Regions from separate parts of the Capra hircus genome. Here region 2 is linked to region 1. Evidence: chromatin contacts called from public Hi-C data. All regions are on one chromosome and are shown on one strand. Each heading gives the region's core, a stretch centred on a gene start, on an enhancer-like site or on the middle of the called end of the contact. The rest is flanking DNA. Distances are from core to core; before and after follow the strand shown. Region 1 overlaps RBM17 (splicing factor 45). Region 2 has its middle 120 kb from the start of TRNAF-GAA.

Region 1 (4,494 bases), core at 1,076-3,575:
CTGTTCCTACCTAGAGAATATAATGTTCAGCATCCTAATCAGTCAACACTTCTGATAGAAAGCTTTTAACAGAAGTTTTTTAACAGGGTGGTGCTGCAATACCATCCCAGTGACTCAAGCCTTGATCCGTGTGACTGAGCGTGCCACGCTCTCCTTGTAAACCCGCTAAAGCCCTCATCTCCGAACGCGCTGCATCCACTGGAAGGTCTGACCACACCACTCCTGCCCCCCTAGAGTCCCACCCTCCCTGCACCCGCCGAGGCGCAAGTGCCCGGACCATTACCCCATGTTGGCGAGGAAGGAGTTGCCAGGGCCGGTTGGGGATCGGGGTCTGTCTTGTTCCTCGTACACTGGGGGAGGGATAGCAGCTTTGGAAGACTGTGAGCGAGGTCGTGAATCCTCTTCGTAAGGGAAGTCTCGGGGTACTGTTGGATGACAGGAAACAGGATTTTATTTTTTGTGCTTCCTTATGCCAGCATACAACAAAGGTCTCTGAGGTCAGGGACCACATGCCAGTTCAGTGAAATGCAACCCCAGCTGTGCAACACAATCAGCAAGGAAGCTCAGAGAGCTCCAGATGCTAGGGCTCCACTCCCAGAGACTGGTTTCAGTTGGGGTTTATGGTTTGTCAGGTATTTTCATTATTAACTTTTTTTTTTCTCTATTATCTTCTTAATAAAAAGGTAACATTCATAGTGCAATAGGTACTTAAAAACTCGGGGGATGGTTACGTTTTCTCGGGATAGTTTCGGCATGCTCCAACACAGAGAGCAGGAAAATGAACTAGAAGATGCATCAAAGTCCAGTTCCAATCCCCAATCTGAGAGCCGATCCCTGGAGACGATTTCTGGGAACCTGAGTAAATGCACACACCCTGTGACTGAAGGACCTAACTCGGGAACGCGCTGCCACCTTGTGGAGGGTCGCAAATTTAACAGCTCCTGGATCACAGAGCTGTGGGGCGTCCCCTGGACTGCAAGGAGATCCAGCCAGTCCATCCTAGAGGAGATCAGTCCTGAGTGTTCACTGGAAGGACTGATGTTGAAGCTGAAACCCCAATACTTTGGCCACCTGATGCGAAGAGCTGACTCACTGGAAAAGACCCTGATGCTAGGGAAGAATGAAGGTGGGAGGAGAAGGGGACGACAGACGATGAGATGGTTGGAGGGCATCACTGACTCAATGGACACAGTTTGAGTGAACTCTGGGAGGTGGTGATGGACAGGGAGGCCTGGCGTGCTGCAGTCCATGGCGTTGCAGAGTGGGACACGACTGAGCAACTGAACTGAACTGAGATCACTGAGCACAAAACTTGCCAACTGAGCTACTATTTGTTTTAACCTAACTCCAAATATGAAATGTTAGAGAAAACAAAATGAATTATTTTTAACAACAAACAAAAAAGCATCTTGCTGCAGAAAACCCCTAGAGACTGGCATAAAAACTCCTGAAGCATAAGGGGTGGAAGGTGCTCTTGGCCGAGGGCTAGAGTGAGGAGAGTTTGGGGGCCTTTTCCCTGCACCCAGGCGCCTGGCTGATTCCAGCTAAGGCTTCCCAAGACTGGGTTAAAGACGAGTACCTGAAGAGAAGAGGGAAGAAACAGGTACTTACACTCTTTGTCCTTCTCCACAAGAGACGTGGGAGGCGCAATGGCAGCTCCGCCCATACCTGCAAAACAGACATTCCGCTGAGCGAGGGCTGAGTGAGGAGGAAGGAGTCAGCCCGGGCCCTGAATCGCACCCCTACCCCAAAGGAAGAGGCAGGAAGGCACACTACTCCACCCTCTCGCTAACACCTCAAGAGCTCAGTGTTGGAAACCAGGGTTAAAAGTACACAAGTAGGTGTCACTGCTGGGGTGTGTGGGTACTTCTGGTCACAGTCTGCTTTGTGCTGTTGTCATTCTTGTTCACATTTCCTAGACAGAGAACGGTGGACACAAACAAACCAAAGCGGGCTCCGTCTGCTATCAAACAACCAGAGGGGAAACATGAACAGGGAACACAGGGATTTTCCACCAGAGAAAAGCCCTAACATATGCATTATAACTTAATCACCAATGAGACACTCCAAAAAATGGTACAATGTAAATTAAAGAAACCAATTACAAAGCCATGCTGCACCAGCATGAAATGTTTCACAAAGAAATTGCCCACAAGCAGTGTACAGGCGGCAACCACACGTGAATTCTCTCAGAATGGACAGTGCTTAGCTATCTAGTGGTCACCAAGCACCTGGCTCTCACACGACAATGCCGCCTGCGAGGCTTCAGAGATGGAGGCGGCCCGACAGAGCACGAGCTCACACCGTCTCCCTGCCCCGCTGGCGACTCTGCCAGAAGCCAGCGTCCAGGGAAGCGCAGCCATGCACGCGGGTGGCAAGGGTTCTGACCACGAGCACAGACTCTCCACTCAGTGCTGTGAATCCGAGTGCAGATGGACAGAGAGCAGGCGGGCACAGCTGTGCTACGGACAGGGGCGAGCACAGGCACGCAGCTTAAGGCGTGCTCCAAGGCCCACAACGTGAATGTTAGGGAGACCATCTGTGAACACAACGAAGGGAAACCCCACACAGATGCGGGCTTCTGCCGAGATTCCAGACAGGACACTACCCAAACCACTGCAGCTGAACTAGTTATCAAACTGAACGCAGAAGGAAGGGGCAGCACTGCACATCTCAAACAGGACACCCGCGCTCAGGCATTACTTCTTTTCCTCCTCTCTCGCTCATAGTCTTCATCCTCATCAGAATCTGGGTCGGGTCGCCTGGAAAACCCACTAGCTTCGTGTCTGTCTTTACGCCTCCTGTGATAACAGAAGGAACAATTCAGAGATGTGAACCCAAGGATGTCACCTTGACTTTAGGGGGGCGTCGGGGATATGCAAACAACTGATTAAAGACTAAAGCAGCCAACATGTGACAAGTGAGAAAAACCCAGAAGATAAACTGACCAAATTTAACAGGTATATGCATATAAATAGCAAGAAAAGAGTTTCCTTGATATTTTACCTCTTTCAACACTAAAGCGAATCAACACAGGTAAGAGTTAATGAAATAATTTCGATTCTCTAGAGCATGCTTTCACTTCATGAAATAAGTCAATAAATAATGAGAAATAGTATATTAATGTTTTATATAATCATTTAAAAATTAATACTCAGCATTTTTAAAAGAAGAAATGCAAATAAATCTGTTATCCATACTTTCAAAAAACATAAAAGATGTTATGAGTTCTTAAAAACTCTATCTGGCTCAAAAATAGTAAAAGGTGAGAAAAACATTTTAAGCATTTTAAGCAGTATGACTCTAGTAGAGTCAGAACATAGGGGGAAAAAAGCAAAACCTATTATTCCACATCAGTTTGTAAGCTATTTTTCTAAAAACTCACTCAAAATGCATGTTCTAAGTTTTCTGCGTGTGTACTTGAACTTGCTCTAGAGTTTGTTTCCATGATAGGATGTAACAACCACACACTCTTAACAACAGTCTGACTCCTGAGGACTGTTCAGACCAACCACAAAACCCACTCAGTCCACAGACAGCACTAAAGTTCTGGTAACATCTGAATGAACATTTCAAACATAACCCCATCCCACACTTGCATGAGGCCTTACTTCTCTCTCTCTTCTATTTCCTTCTGTCTTTCCAGCTCCCGCTGCCTCTGTCGCTCCTCTCTTTGGCGCTTCACTACTTTCTCATAATCGTTAGGAAACATGGGATCATATTCATCAGCTAAGGGGATCAAAACTTCTCCTGCAGAAAACCCGCTGGGAACAGGGTCCTGAGGAAGGGAAAATGCCAAAGTAAGTATCACCCTCTGTCTTGGAGTTTTATTCACAGAATTAAGGTGAAGGACCATGCTGGGCCCCGAGGACCACCTGTCCACTTCTGTTCACAGATGAGGGAGCAGATGCCCGAGGAGGCTAGGAGACTTGGCCTGTTCAGGCGCCCAGCCCAGGAGCAGCAGAGCACGGGAGTTCACCTCTCAGTTCAGGATCAATTCCATAAACATCCTACAGCATTTTCTTAAAAAAAGCTGCCATCACCCAAAATTTTAAGCAATAAATTTGACTTTTCAGAGTAAATATAGAATACTTCTATTTTTATATATATAAAAACTTACAATACAAAACAAGTCATGAATAACATGTTCTTGCAGTCATTTAATATAATAATCTCAGATTTTGATTACATGGAGACATGACATGTTAAGACTCTCAAAAAAAAGAGGAAAGAAAAGTAGAAAGCTGCCTCCTGGGCTCTGAATGCTCTGGAGTCCACAGCCTCCCGAGGCCGCTGCATCTCAGACCCTGAGTCTGAACAGGGCATGTAATTCCCTTCACAACATGGTTCATTTTTTAAAGTCCACCAAGTCAGGTTTTGCGTTTCTCTTTTGTACATTTACAAACTGCTCTTTGAGAGAAAAAGAACAAAAGGCAAACAGTGCTCTAGAAACCCAAGATGAAAAGGGGGCTTTGCCCTGGGCTGGTGGTCTTG
Region 2 (4,611 bases), core at 973-3,472, 260 kb before region 1:
CCACCAGGGAAGCCCTTACCACTGACACTGGTATAGAGAATATACTACATTTAGAATATGATGACACTGGTGTAAAGCATAATATAGATCGTAATTCTGGACTTGAGTCTCTAGAGGGAGACAGAGAAACAAGAAAAGCTGCAGTTATAGCCACCACACACAGTGCTGTCAGGCTTAATCAGGGGATGGATTTATTTCACAGGCCAGGCAAGATTATAAGTCAGAAAGGTCAGTTCTGCCTTCCCCTTAATTTGAAACATGAACCCCACCTTTAGTCAGCACGTGTGCGTGTGTTAATTGCTCAGTCATGTCCAACTCTTTGCAACCCCATTGACTATAGCCCACCAGGCTCCTGTCTATGGAATTTTCCAGACAAGAATACTGGAGTGGGTAGCCATTTCCTTGTCCAGGGGATCTTTCTGACCCAGGGACTGAAGTATAATCTATACATTTTTAGACATCAATAAGAAGAAAGCGGCATACCACAGGGCAATCAGAATTGCTGCATCTGTATCACGAAAGGCTGTGAGGTCATCTGGTCGACCCCCTCAGCGGCCGCTGCGTAGTGGCAGGAGAGAACATGTAGGACCCAGAGTTTGGGGCCAGCTCTCTCTAGTTACGCAACCCTCACTGAGTTATTTGTCTTCTTAGAAATCCAGTTTTTCATCAAAAGGGTGAGAGACATTGTTTCTGCCTTGGTTTTTTGCTGTAAAAACTGATAAAAGGAAAACTTCATTCACAAAACAACAAAGAACTACCTGGATATAGATCCAATTATTACTATGACCCATGTGCTCCAGCCGTGAGTTGTCTACTTAATCCTGTTCTTAAAGGGCCCCAGGGAGAGTCTGCAGACCGTAAGTTCTATAATAGAAGGGAAGGAACTAGGGCTGCTCCTCTTAGCATCTAACATGGCACCTGGTAAACAGTACATAATTTTAATTTCTTATTTGAAAAAGTAAATACACTTATATGCAGGTAAACTATACCACTTAACATCTAGGTCTCTTCTTCTTCTTCTTCTTCTTCTTCTTCTTCTTCTTCTTCTTCTGAAAGGGAGCACTATTAGTGACCACTCCAGGAAACAGAACTAAGGCAGGTCTGTCCTGGGCCAAGGGGACATGGGACACACGGTCACTCCACTTGCCTGACACTTACTATGAGGTGGGCACTGCCCTGAACATAATACAGTATGAAGTCCCTTAATTTCATAGTAGTCCAGTTGAGGTTGGTACAATGATCAATCATATCCAGCAAATGCTTAATGAGTAGCTTCTACACGTCCCAAGTCTTCTAGAGTCTGAGACTACATCAAAAGACAACACCCACAAAAACAATGATGTGTCCTTTATGTGTGTTTAATCACTCTAGTCGTGTCTGACTTTTTGCAACCCTATGGACTATAGCCCTCAAGGCTCCTCTGCCCATGGAATTTTCCCAGGCAAGAATACTGGAGTGGGTTGCTATTTCCTTCTCCAGGGGATCTTCCAGACCCAGGGATCGAACTCATGTCTCCTGTGGCTCCTGCATTGCAGCTGGATTCTTTTCCACTGAGCCACTGGGGAAGTCCCCTGCCCTTTGAGGGTGAGAGTAACCAATAAATGTAATCAATAAATATATTACATGCACACCAAGAAGTGACAGTGCTGTGGAAAAAGAAAGAGATTTGGGGAGTGTTGAATGAAGACATTTGGGCACAGAAATACCATACCCGTGGCTGCAATTCCGCCTAAGGTGGTCTGTCTCCAGTTGTTGCTTTTAACTTTGTCTCTGTTTTCTCTTTCAGTTCTGATGTGCCCCGAACCTTGTACTACATTCAAATTCATTTCCTCTGTAAGCAGCAGAGGGGAGCACACAAAATCTAGCCACCCTTTCAGGACATCAACTCAGTAGCTTCCATCTACACCAGACATTGGCCACCTCTGATGACTTGCTTTGGGTCTCAGCTGAGTTCACACTGCACTTGGGGCCCCTATAATTGCCTGCTTGCCCTGTAGGAATGAAGGCTCTGCCTCAAGAGCTCTCTGTTTGTAGGTTTGGGGGAATGGCCAGATAAACCCACCAGATAGGAGGAAACACATAACCCCGAGGATAAGGGCTAGGCTTTTGGACCTCTCAACTGCTTAAATGAATTCTGGCCTCTGAGTAGGGCTGAGCCATGGAAACCACATGATGCTCAACTTCCTCTGCATGCCCCACACCTCCCCACCCTGCTCTCTGTCTCCTGTTGAGTCCTTGCCCTTCCTCATCTTGTGACTCTGGCAGAACTCCAGGGTGCTTATTCAACCTGTCTCCAGATGCCCTGGGCCAAGAAAGAAAGAAAGAGTAAGAACAGGCTCCAGGGCAAAGCTAGCTGCCAAGAGTACTGTCAATAGCCCGACCGAGGCCAGGCAGTGAGCACAAAGGAATCTTTAAAAGTGAGTGTCACCCCCAGAAGGAGCTTGAGCACTTTCTCAGCCTTCCATGGTGAGCTGTGCCCACCCCCCACCAGGCTTCACACCATCTCGTAAGCAAATCAGAGCAAATGTTTTGAGGGCCTCTGTGCAAGGCACTGTGTTCACAGTTATTTACTTTTGTGGACACCATAGCTTTCATGCAAATCTCTTCCTCTAGGCTTTTTCTTCATACCTACAAAGTGAAGGAGTTTAAGTTGACAGTCTCCAGAAAGGCAGCAATGATAGTCTGGCCACTTCTTTGCCAGACTGTGAGCACACTGAATTCAGGGACTGAGCCCCATTCCATTTATTTTTCTCTCCCCAGCTTCTAGCACATGCCATGATGTGTGGGAGATGCCAGGTAGATGTCTGTGGAACAAGTCAACTTCTGAAATAAGGTTCTTCAAGAAGGTCTCCAAGACCAGCCAAAAGCCGACTCACGTGCTGTTGCAGATGCAGGAGAGAGCACATCCTTACTGTTGGACGGCTAGGCGTGTAAAGCTGTGGACCTCTACTAAAGAACATCAACTGATATCTTCAAACCCTTCAGACTCTAAAAGTATCTATGAATTCACAAACTTTAAGACATACAACCCTTTCTTTAAAAACAGGCCTCATTTTTTGAAGAATTACTAAGCTAGAGGAGTCATATTCTCTTATCTCAAAACTTACTACATAGCTACAATCATAAATCTGTGTGGTACTAGCATCCAGATATATACAGAGATCAATAAAGCAGAATGGAGAATTCAGACATAAGCCTTTCATCAGTGGCCACTCATTTTCAACAAAGGAGTCAACGTAATTCAATGAAGAAAGAACAGAGCTCTTTAACAGCTGGCGTTGGGAACCACTGGATATCCCAACATGGAAAAGAATTAATCAGAACTCCCTACCTCACACCATACACAAAAATTAACTAAAAATGGATCAAGGATCTGAATGAAAGAAATTAAACTAGAAAATTTAGAAAGAAATATGAGAGTAAATCTTCATGACCCGGAGTTAGGTAATGGTTTTTAAACACCAAAAACATACTGGCCTAAGGCTAGGAATTAGGGGGATGGCAGGGGGTGGGTGACAGCAAGTAGGTTTAGGGATTCTTTCCAGAGTTATGAAAATGCCCTAAAATTATATTATGGTGATGGTTGTGCAACTCTGTCAATACACCCCCAAGTTTGAATTTTGCAATTTAGAAGAGTACATGGTGTGATTATATGAATTATAGTTCAATAAAGGTTGTTTAAAAAATAACTTTTAGGGAGACTTCCCTGGTGGTCCAATGGCTAAGACTCCTCCCTCCCAATGCAGGGGGCCTGGGGTTTGACCCCTGGTCAGAGAACTAGATCCCACATGCTGCAACTATGACCCAGAACAGCCAAACAAATAAAATAAATATTTTTTTAATAACTTTTAGGGATAGAAAACTTGTTTTTAGCTAAGAAGTGAAACTGATTTGGGAGCTCTAGAGGTAACTTTTTAAATGAACTATTCATTCAAGTGTGATATTAGCATTTAGATTCCAGAGCAGAGATAATATCACTATCAATAGCTATTTGATATGAGGCAGTTCTAATATCTGCTAAAAGTTTTGTCCCTTGATCTGGAAGGTCTTACTACATGGGGATTCCATTAAGTCTGCATGTATCTTACTGATAGAATTAAGGAGACATCATAGTGGTTTATTTAAACCTGTCATGATAGCTAAAAAAAAAAAAAAAAAAAGTGGGAACTGGGGAAACAAAAGGACAACTTCTGAAAAACATACTCAGCATAACACACTGACAGCCAGCACCGCAAGGATGGGCTGCAGCACTGGCCTGGCACAGGGAGGCTCTTAGGAGAGGTTCACAGAAAGAAATGAAAGGAGGAAAGGCACGGAGGCACCCTGTGCCCATCGACAGAGGAATGGATAAAGCAGCTGTGGTGCGCACATACAGCGGAACATTCCTCGGCCATTGAAAAGAATGGAACCATGCCATTCGCAACAACACAGACGGATGGACCTAGAGAGTCTCATACTGAGTGAAGTCAGTCAGACAGAGAAGGAGAAATATGATATGACATCCCTTATGTGTGGAATCTAAAAAGAAATGATACCAGTGAACTTACATATAAAACAGAAAGAGACTCACAGGCTTAGAGAATGAATTTATTCATTGCCAGGAGGGTAGGA

Evidence for each region. A called contact is a pair of places that touch in the nucleus more often than the background predicts.
Region 2: a Hi-C map of blood shows a contact between it and region 1, with 7 times the contacts expected there. The contact joins two enhancer-like sites. A contact is called at or near these places in 3 of 5 Hi-C or Micro-C datasets (all in blood).

The regions. Positions count from the first base shown.
Region 1 is chr13:10,877,447-10,881,940 of ARS1.2, reverse strand. RBM17 (splicing factor 45) reads right to left here. Exons shown (of 12, transcript XM_018056960.1): 4 at 3,612-3,778; 5 at 2,704-2,801; 6 at 1,612-1,668; 7 at 284-425. Among named protein-coding and RNA genes, the nearest start is that of RBM17, 14 kb to the right of the region's middle. Within about 2 kb of position 2,325, at least 1 of the 5 cell types and tissues checked has an H3K27ac peak or open chromatin away from gene starts, as enhancers often do.
Region 2 is chr13:11,136,947-11,141,557 of ARS1.2, reverse strand. No RefSeq gene overlaps it. Among named protein-coding and RNA genes, the nearest start is that of TRNAF-GAA, 120 kb to the left of the region's middle. Within about 2 kb of position 2,222, at least 1 of the 5 cell types and tissues checked has an H3K27ac peak or open chromatin away from gene starts, as enhancers often do.